2 separate regions of the Drosophila melanogaster genome follow, and region 2 is linked to region 1. A link is a contact called in public Hi-C data. All regions are on one chromosome and are shown on one strand. The core of a region is the stretch at or near the end of the contact, and the rest is flanking DNA. Distances in the headings are between cores, read along the strand shown.

What was found. Hi-C and Micro-C count contacts between places; a contact is called where the count stands out from the background.
Region 2: a contact with region 1 is called in a Hi-C map of the Kc167 cell line, with 4 times the contacts expected there. A contact is called at or near these places in 8 of 107 Hi-C or Micro-C datasets (the D17-c3 cell line, the Kc167 cell line, the ML-DmBG3-c2 cell line and 3 more).

What each region holds. Positions count from the first base shown.
Region 1 is chr2L:17,960,718-17,965,634 of dm6, forward strand. It overlaps CG5674, which reads left to right and starts at 2,662. Exons shown (of 2, transcript NM_165233.3): 1 at 2,662-2,888. The coding sequence starts at 2,829. It overlaps btv (beethoven), which reads right to left. Exons shown (of 25, transcript NM_001042904.4): 23 at 3,792-4,917; 24 at 3,427-3,732; 25 at 1,908-2,299. The coding sequence ends at 2,018.
Region 2 is chr2L:18,440,866-18,445,782 of dm6, forward strand. It overlaps RpS26 (Ribosomal protein S26), which reads right to left and starts at 2,363. Exons shown (of 2, transcript NM_001299113.1): 1 at 2,288-2,363; 2 at 470-2,205. The coding sequence starts at 2,197. The coding sequence ends at 1,853. ncm (nucampholin) reads right to left here. Exons shown (of 3, transcript NM_136033.3): 3 at 3,642-4,917. The coding sequence ends at 3,777.

The DNA of each region.
Region 1 (4,917 bases), core at 1,412-3,911:
ACTTTATTGTCAAATTCCATTGAAACTTCAAAGTGTACATAACATTTTAATAATATTACTTTTGCACGCCTTTATATTGCGAAACTAAAAAACTAAAAGAAAAGTGAGAGAAACAGCTTAGACTTTATTTTATCTGTGAAAGAGGTACAACCAAATAAAATCTGGACACATGCAAAATGTACCAAAACCAACAGATTTATCAATACATGTATTCAAAAATAGCATACTACTTCTTATAATTTCCATTTCTGTCTCATTGACCAGTTTTGTTTCCAAATAGTCATAAAATCAAGTAAGCTCCTCAAAGGAGCACCCAATAAATGGAGTAAGTGGTATTCAAGTGAATGGTAAAGGGGAATTGCCATTTAAATGGCATCCCGGGTCCGGAAGAGGAGCCAAAGTCAAAGAAGACTCACTGACAAAGGGCAAAGCCCAGCTGCAAAGTCAAAAGTGCGGCATGAGTGCAAACTGATTAATCACATTTGGTGGGCTTACATTTATGGCAGATGTGGGGACATATTCGTGTGTATGTACCAGGAAATGGGCGGCAAACACATGCAGATGTCACATTAGCCTTATACTTTAATTAATTTCTAATCCCAGCTCATTGAAGGCGGCTGCAATTAGATGGCGACGCCGTTGCTTGTAGGCTGGCAAGGATTACAAGGATGTGGCCGCTTGGCCCCGACATTTGTCAAACACTAAACACTGAAGAAGCCAAAGGAGGATATCAATTTGTGCATTTGAGTGTAAAGTACGGATTCGCCTGCCCATCAACTGCAAATTAGACATTCAAAATTTAATCGGCAATGCAAGTTTTTGGGGATTTTGGGGCGGGCACATAATTAAGCTGCAACTTTGTGGGGATTATTCAATGCGAATTGGAATCAACCAAAACCACAAGCTTTTAACATTAAATGCGATGAACTATTTGGTTAAGTTGGTAATCCAGCATTGCGGCGGGTGAAATAGTTTAAGGGCCTCATTAATGTGGTTGCGGCTTGGGAATATTTTGGAAATTGATCTTTATGTAGCCTAAATGCATAAGAAGGAGGTCTTTAAACTGTTCTTCCTTGTAGCTAATTGGATTTGAAGTTCGGAGCGGAGTTTATGTATCTTTTGATATACACATTCACTTTATATCCTTACTCAATTACCTTTTCAGCCTTATCGCGCTGCCTAATTCCTTAATCCGCAACTAAATTTCCATTTGAAGCGTAATAAATTATTTATTCTCAATAGCCGACAGCACAACAAGTTGGGAAAGGCGTACAACAAAATCTGAGAAGTCTGCATAGCTAAATTTGCAAAATGTGTTAACAAACTGCCACGCCCACCGATACGAGGCACTGTGATTTGTGCGGAGGGCAATTTATATGCCACAGAAGCCGGCTGCCACGCCCCCTTCTCGGTACCGGGAGGCACTTTACACTCAAATTGTGTTAATTTGCATATTGGAAACTTTTGCCTAATTGAACATAATGCCACTTAATTAAAGTTAAGACAAGTTTTTGACGGTAAAATGGTTTTGGGCCTGGGGGATGTCGGGGATGTCTTGGCAACTAAAAGTATGCCCGACATTTATGGCAGTTTGTTGTTGAAATTTACGGCAATTAGTTTAATATGAGCAGATTATGAGGGACACAGGACGCAATAAAATCCCTTCGGCGGTGGCAAATTAATTTTTAGGGGCATCCCCGAATAAACACAGACACTGAGACATATGGAAATCAATTAGCTCTTCAGAGTCTAAGTCCTCGCCTTAAATGTTTAATGGCCCATTTTTATGTTTGCCTTTGGCTGCCTAATTGTTAGTTGTTTAAATATTTACTTAGAATTAGTTGGGACCCAAATGACAGCGTGTCAAGGGTAGGAAACTAATGTTAAAAGAGTTTCGTTTGGTTTTTATTTAATATTTGCGAAGGTGAATTGCTATTCAAGTGTCAGTCCAACACATTCTTCGCTTCTCTACATATATATTTGAAATATATTGGTATAAAATAATATTGAGTGGTGTTTAATAATCTTCGACTATTAGCGCTGTTCCGGCCAAGAGAATTTGTTCCGCAGTTCCGGTCACAATATCAACATTTAGGTGGCAAATCAATTTGTCGCGACTGCTCCGAGAATATAATGGGAGTTTGGGCTTCGATTCAGCATTTTGCGTGGAATATAGCGAATTTTTGCCGTATTTTGAGGAACTAGTAGTCGTATGACTGACATTTTGTACTTCGTCTTTTATTTTGTACTTGATGTAGAAGGGGTTCGATTTTCCCATTCCACTCTGGGCGCCATCAATCTGTAATGGAAAATGAATAGTGCCAAGTTTAGTTACTAATGAAATACTTAGATATATTCCACATTACATATATTCACAATTGCTAAAAACAAAAAAAAAGGCGAAAAGCGGGTAGATGATTTGCAAAGTTTATTCTCCAAGTCCTAAAATGTATATACAAAAAAATAGTTATTTGTTTTTTTACAGTGTTAGTTCTAGCAGGTACACCCATCAGGGCATAGCGGATGCACTCCCCATAGTCAGCTTCCAAACCGATTATCGATTGGCATCGAATACGTAGATATACAAACGAGAAGGGAAAGTAAAATGTAAGTTTGTGCTCAGAACTGCTTATCGATAGGCATCGGACAAGGTGCCATCTCTAATTCCCCCTCTTGTACCGGAATGTCAATCAAATGAAAACAAAAAAAGCGGCGTGAGAAAACTGAAAAGAACGGGCATCCAGTGCACATTTCAAGCTTAATTTCGATGCATTGAACGGCGGCGGCGCACCGAAAACAGGAGGCGCAGGATTACGGATACGGAAGCTATGGAAACGGCCAGAATGGAGACGGCGATGGAGACACATTTTATGGCCAAAATGGGGAAGGTGAGGAACAAAGACAAGAAGCAAACGGGCAAGAGGGAGAGAAGATGTCATCAGTCTTCGTCCCAAAAGATAAATAAGTATCTTTTGGGATTTTGGATTGGGGGAATCAATTTGGACTATGGATGTATGCATATCTACTATCCAGGTAATCCGTAACAGAGTATTGTTACTGTTACTACTACTACGTGTGCATCCAATTGTATCTGATATAGCAACCTGGCAAAATGTATCCCAAAATTATTTCTCAATGTTTATTGTATTTACTGTAACGCTTCTCGAGGGCTTATGATATTTAATGGTTATCCCCAACTTAACCAATGCGCCATCTACCGCGAATATTATAGTTATGGCAATTTCTTGGCTGATTATCCTGCGATTAGTTAAATTTCCTTTTATGGCTTCGAAATATATTCTTAGTCGCTAAAGAAGAAGACATAGAAGACATAACCCCTTGAATCATGAGTAAGTGGCTTGCTGAATTTGATTTCACAACTTGATGTCAAAACATTATCGGTTAAAGATACTAATTCTTACTCACCTTTAGCGGCGCCAGCTTGAGTATTATGTCCGAAGAATCACTTTCCAAGTTTGAGGAGCCGCAAGTTTGCAACTCCAGGCGTTCGGTGGAAACTGCCAGTTTTCGAGACTGCAGCAGCTTTAAACAGGACAACAGGTTCTCACAGTTAAACACCTGGACGAAATTGATATCCTCTACAAAATCCAGATGCATTTGCTCCCGGAATCGAAGTTCGGCAGCCTGGGCTCGAACGATTAGGGCTCTTAAAAAGTCCACGGCACTGTTGCTGCCAGGTCCAGGCCATAGTTTAAGCCAACTGGCAGGAATCTATGAATTTCAGTTTATTATGCATTTTCAAGTTACGTTACTGTACCCCAGTTTCTTACCTGCTGTTCTGCCAGAGTTCTCAGAGTGCTGCCATCCACCTCCTGCGACTCCTTAAGCCAGGCATGCATCTGCGACAAAGTCTGGTGAACTATGCCGTAGAGATCCGCCCCTAGTTTCAGTTCAGCCAGCACAAAAAGTGCCCAGGGAGATTCACCCACATCAGTTTTTGCCTCCTTCATAGTCTGGATTATGGTACACGAAGCCGCCAACTTTCTCCATAGATTCAGTAGGGGTTTAATTTGCTGTTCCAGCTTCTGACGACCAGTGAGCTGATCGTTTCCCTTAGACTCTCCTGCTCCTCCAGAATCCTTAGCCAAGCCTCTTCCGTAATGCAATCCCCTGAGTTCCTTTATCACTCTTTTGGCCTGTTCAATTTCGCGTTGCTGTTGTGCCTGATTGGCCAAACCATACATACTGGGCTCATCTGTGTCAGGAAGTTTCTCCAATGCAGCGTAGTAGTCCTGCAGTTGACCGCTAGTTGGTATGGATAGAGATAATCCAAGAGGTGACCAACGATTGCTTAAGACGTCCGCTGAACAAAACTGGTTCAGATAGGTTGTGAGTATCTCCAGATCCCTCTGATTATTTACTCTTCCGCCATAAGCGAGGGCTTCACTGAGACGTTGCATCAGCAACCAATCGCATTTTCCTGAATTAAGTTGCTGATCCATCATTCTTAGGATACCCAGAGCCGCTTTTAGATCTGCCTCACCGAATTCATAGTATTTTGACCAACCTTGTGGTATAAACTGTCGCCTTTGTTGAAGCACAGCTGTTAGGACAAAATAAACCAGTCTCATCTTGAGGCTCTTTGGTTGGTTTTTAAGCTTTTGATCCTGTTCAGCAGCGAAGTTCTGGAGCAAACGCATCACAATCTGCTTTAGTCCCTTAGGCTGCTCATAACGTACTTTAAGGCATTTATAAATGGCAGCTTCGGAAAATCCCTCGGTTGATTCGCACAATAGCCACAATCGAAAGTCTTTCGATTTTTGAATTTCACTTAATTCCCTTTCCATTTGAGTTAGAAATTCCGGCACCAAATGGACATTCTTAACGCATAACCAGTGGCCATCTATGGCAGCCTGACGCATTTCGGAGAGAACTCTTTTCTCAACACCTTTTCCA
Region 2 (4,917 bases), core at 1,113-3,612, 480 kb after region 1:
CGAAAACAATAATTCAGCTCAGCGAGCTGCTGCTGAACTAGCAGAAAGCGACAAAAAAATGTCTACGGCTCAAGAAAAAAGTATGAAAAAAGGGTAAGCAGGAAAAGGAAGTGTACACACACACACACATACAAACACACGCATGTAACCCATTGGAGGCAGGTCCTTACTTCCCCCAGCACCCACGACCGCGCACTCACGTCTGTGTAATTTATGCCAAAAAACAGTATGCAAGGACGCACCCTAGCAAAACACAATTGCAATGGGTATATTGGGCTATTTAGGTGCAGCCTGGAAAAAAAACTTTGCTCGATCAGACGAAATTATCATTTTCAAATCATCAAACATTGCTATACTTAAAAATGTTATACTTTAACCGCAGCCTAAAAACAAAGTATAAATAATATGGTAACAAGTATAAATAATAAGTAAATATATTTAACCGCAGCTAAGCCGTTTTTAAGCTCATATACAATTAGTCCTGAATGACTAGTGCATTTCTAGATAGTAAACTAAATGTTTATAGGATTTTATACATTTGACATGACACTGTGGCGCCATTGCGGAGAAATATCGTAGCTTTGCTTTTCTACATACAAATTTTACTTACAAGGCGTTTTGTTGGTTCAGAAACTTTAAAATTACTTAGTCCATATTAAATGGTTATTTATAAGTTAAGTTTTAAGTAGTTTACCCAACTCCTCCGCCTCCTGACTCCTGGATTTTAAGCAGATGGAGCCCGGAAATGAGATATCACACACGACTTAATCGCAGGAACACGAACAGGAAACAGATGGAATCGTCGATGATGGAAGTCTACTACGTATGAGTAGGTATAAGTTATTACCACTGAAGTATTAAAAAACCACATTATTAAGTAATGACAGAACACCTTCTGTGAATTACACGGTCATGTTTCATACAAATACATAGCTTGCATATCAACGATTTCCTTATAAAAGATATTCTTAGTTAGAAAGAAAACTTTCACCCAATAGCAGTTTTCTCCATTAACTTTGGTATATGAACAACTAAAACAGTATTAACTGTTTATTTTATTACTGTACTTACTATTTACTTACTTATCAAGTCCTCGAGCATTTTTAACATTTGAAAAATAAGAACCAGTGCTAAGGAATAATTATTCTTCGCTATGCACATGCAATATTAATCTGCTCTTACCCAATTGGATAATATATTTACGTACAATAAGATCTTTATGAATGCATCATTGCAAATGCAGATGGTTAACTAAGTTTGTAATTCACAAATATTCTTCCAAAGGGGCTTTACTCAACATTTAATGTCACTGACCATTCAGCCAAGTAAATCACCTTCCCAAACTAATTTACCAGTGATTAATTGGGCTAGCAAGTGTAGGTGATTGGAGTATACTAGCCTTATCTACCTTCGGATCATTCCTTATCAAAAGCACGGTTGTTTGGGAGAGCCCGCCAAAAAGCCGGACTCTATATGTAGACGGAAAGCTGCTTGATGGAGGGTCTACTGACCCGGTGTCTTCTTACAATCACTGTTTCTCAAATAAATTGGTAGGGACAACACACTAAATACACTGTAGATTTGAAACCAAGATGGTTCCACATTAGAAGGGCCCGGTGACATTAGTGGATGTAGTTACTTGTTTGTAGGTAGTAGCTGTTTCCCAATGAAGCACGCTGTTTATTTGAAATTAAAAAAGAACTGGATGCATATATTTCGTCTGCTTATCTTGGCGATTCCTCGACGCCAGAGCGGAACGCACTGGGGCGCGAGTCCGGCTAGATTGGTAGACTCCATATGGAGATGTCAGGTGGTGCACCCAGTGCTCCTCTCCTCCGGCTGGACGAGACCTCTACTTCCTGTTCTGGTTGTTGCGGGCCATGTCCTTGGGGAAGGAACGCAGTGGCGGCGTGCGGATGCGGCGGGCCTCGCGCGAACGGTTGCGCACCACCTTGGAGTGGATTGCGCAGGACACGCAGTAGTGGAGCTTCGCATAGAGCTTGGGCAGCACGTACGAGTCCCAGATGCTGGCCTCCGTGATGTCGCGCACGGCGGCAGCCTCCACGATGTTGCGGATGACGAACTTCTTGATTGCCTTGTCCTTGGGCACGCAGCGGGCGCAGTTGGTGCAGCGCACGGGCTTCACATGGCCGCGATTGTGCTTGTTGCGTCCTCCGTTACGGCGCTTCTTGGTCATCTTGGCGGCTGCTTGTCAGTGGGGGAAACAGTTTGCACGGCCATTAGCATTTAGCACTGCCTTTGCTCAGCGGATGGCTGCCATAATTACCTTATTTATCAATTTCAAAATCCGCCCAGCGAAATCCGCGTGTGTTCACGTTTCGGGAAACGAAAAGAAAGAAAATAGTGTGGACGCACCCGGCGAAACTCGGATAAACGGCCTAAAAAATACCTAGCCAGAGCGACTAGCGTGTTTGGCAACCAGGGCTGACATTTTTACCCGCTAAAACTGGTTTGGTATTCCAAGTTCTTTGCTTTCCTTTTTAATCTATCAGACTCTTTTAATATATTGGAAATTCGAACTGCTTACACTAAAAAATGTCACCTGAAGAATATTAGTAAAAACGATAAAGGTTACACATTTAGCTATATATCCATATCTTATTAGCTAGATACAGCTTTAATCTGATTAGAAGTTGGCAACGCAACATGGTGTGGCCAGGTTCCACATCGAAGTAAAATTGTTTTTAGCGGGACATTTCTTTAAAAAAGAGATGAATAACATAACTATAAATTGCTTAATTTAATGTACTAAATATAATATATCCTTCGATATTCCTGAAATTACCCGTATTTTTATAGCAATCTTACGATTTTAAATTTGTTTTAGAAATTTACTTGTAAATTACATTACTAAATTTGGTATAACAATAAATAATCTTCCGTTCAAAAAATTCCAGACAACTTCAAAAACGTATAATTTAGACTACAGCTTTTTAAGAAAATTTGTATAAAATTTCAACAAGAAAAAAAATTAATAATAGGCGCAAGCAAAGCCTAAATTGAATTTTTTAAAGTTATTTTTTTTAATTAAGCATCAAATTTTAGATTTTTTTAAAAAATTTAAAACGAATAAGTCAGTAAATAAATATTTTTTGTATCGGTGAAAATAAAAATGGAATTATAATATATTCATTATTATAAATGATAAATATTTATAAGTGTTAAAGACCTTATATAGTATATAATCTGGTAATGTTCGTCCGTCTGTTCGTATGAACGAAGTGAAATCAAGAATTATTACAAGCTAGAAGTTTAAAATTAAGCATACTTATTATAAAAACGGAAATTTTTTTGGAAGATGTCCCACAAACATCCCAAATCAGTTATTCTAACAGTTTTGAAAGAGGTTTTAATTAATTTTCATTTTATAAATTACCAATTCCATCAAATGCCAAAAATCTATTGGCAGTACACACATTTTGACCCCCACAATCCGCAAATTGCTGTCACGCCCACAATTTTTTTTTTTTATTTTAATAGAATTTTAAATTTATGTAGTTTGAAAACTTTTTTTTACCCTTCATTTAAATGTTTAGCAATTGTTAGTTGTAAGTTATCTAATGGATATTAGCTGCCTATCTATAAGTATCTCCGTTGTACAAAAAGTTACACAATTGGTTGAAATTTGCATTTGTACATTTATTTTTGTTTTATCGGTTTAGTGGGTTTTGCTTTGTACATGTGTAAAAGTAAAATATTTAACACAAATATTCATCTGCCTTTGTTGGTCACGTCACGTTGTCCAGTCTCCAGATTCAGCTGCGTCCCTTGGAACGGCGTGAGCTGCGCTCCCTTCGCGAACGATCACGGGATCCATCGTCACGCTCTCTTTTACGCTCCCGTTGTCCCTTCAGATCACGATCCCTATCCCGTTCCCGCTCCTTGGCACGACTGCGTTCCTTTTCGCGATCTGACCTCTCTCCACGATCTGATCTCTCTCCACGATCTGATCTCTCTCCACGGTCTGATCTCTCTCCACGGTCTGATCTTTCTCCGCGGTCCGATCTCTCTCCACGATCTGATCTCTCGTTTCTGGAGGAACGGTCACCACGACGACTGTCTTTTTCACTGCGACTACTCTCCATCCGCTTTTCGCGAGGAGCGGAGTTCTCTCTTATTGTTGGTCTTTCATAAGATCGTGATCGATCCCGTTTTCGTTGTCTATCGTGGGCAACTGCATTTCGGTTCTTCCGTTCTTTATCGTATGAACTCTCTCGGTTTCTTTCTCTGTCGTATGAAGAATTCCCCCGCTTTCGTTCTCTATCGTACGAAGAATTTCCCCTGTTTCTTTCTCTGTCGTACGAAGAATTCTCCCGGTTTCGTTCTCTGCCAGTTGAGTTATCTCTGCGCCTCTGGCCATTTCCATTCGGCTGAAAGCGATTTTTGGATCCAGGACCTTCCAAATTAAACTCATCACTATCTTGGGTCCTTCCTCGGAACTTATTTTTTTCGACATGCTCCTGGCGCTTGATCTTCGCCTGAGGCTCAGCGTCACTTTCATCGCTGGAAGAATTCGATGAGTCGGATGATTCGGAGGTGGACTTATCGCTGTCTTCGCTGCCACTGGAATCCGAGCTCTCTTGACTTTTTCTTCTGTGCTTTGATTTCTTCTTGGCAGCCTTCTTTTCCTCCTTCTTACGCTTTTTATCCTTCTCCTTTTCCTTTTTGCTCTTTCTTTGCTTCTCTTTTTCTTTTTCTTGTTCCTTTTCCGCCTTCTTCTTCTTCTTTTTGTTCTTGGTCTTTTTCGACTTCTCTTTAGTCGCTTTCTTAGATTTCTTTTTATCCTTGTCCTTGCGTTTGCGTTTCTTTTTGGGTTCCGAGCTAGAATCGGAGCTTGAAGATTCACTAGAAGAGTCGGAACTGCTGTCCTCTTCACTGGAGTCTTCGCTGTCCGTG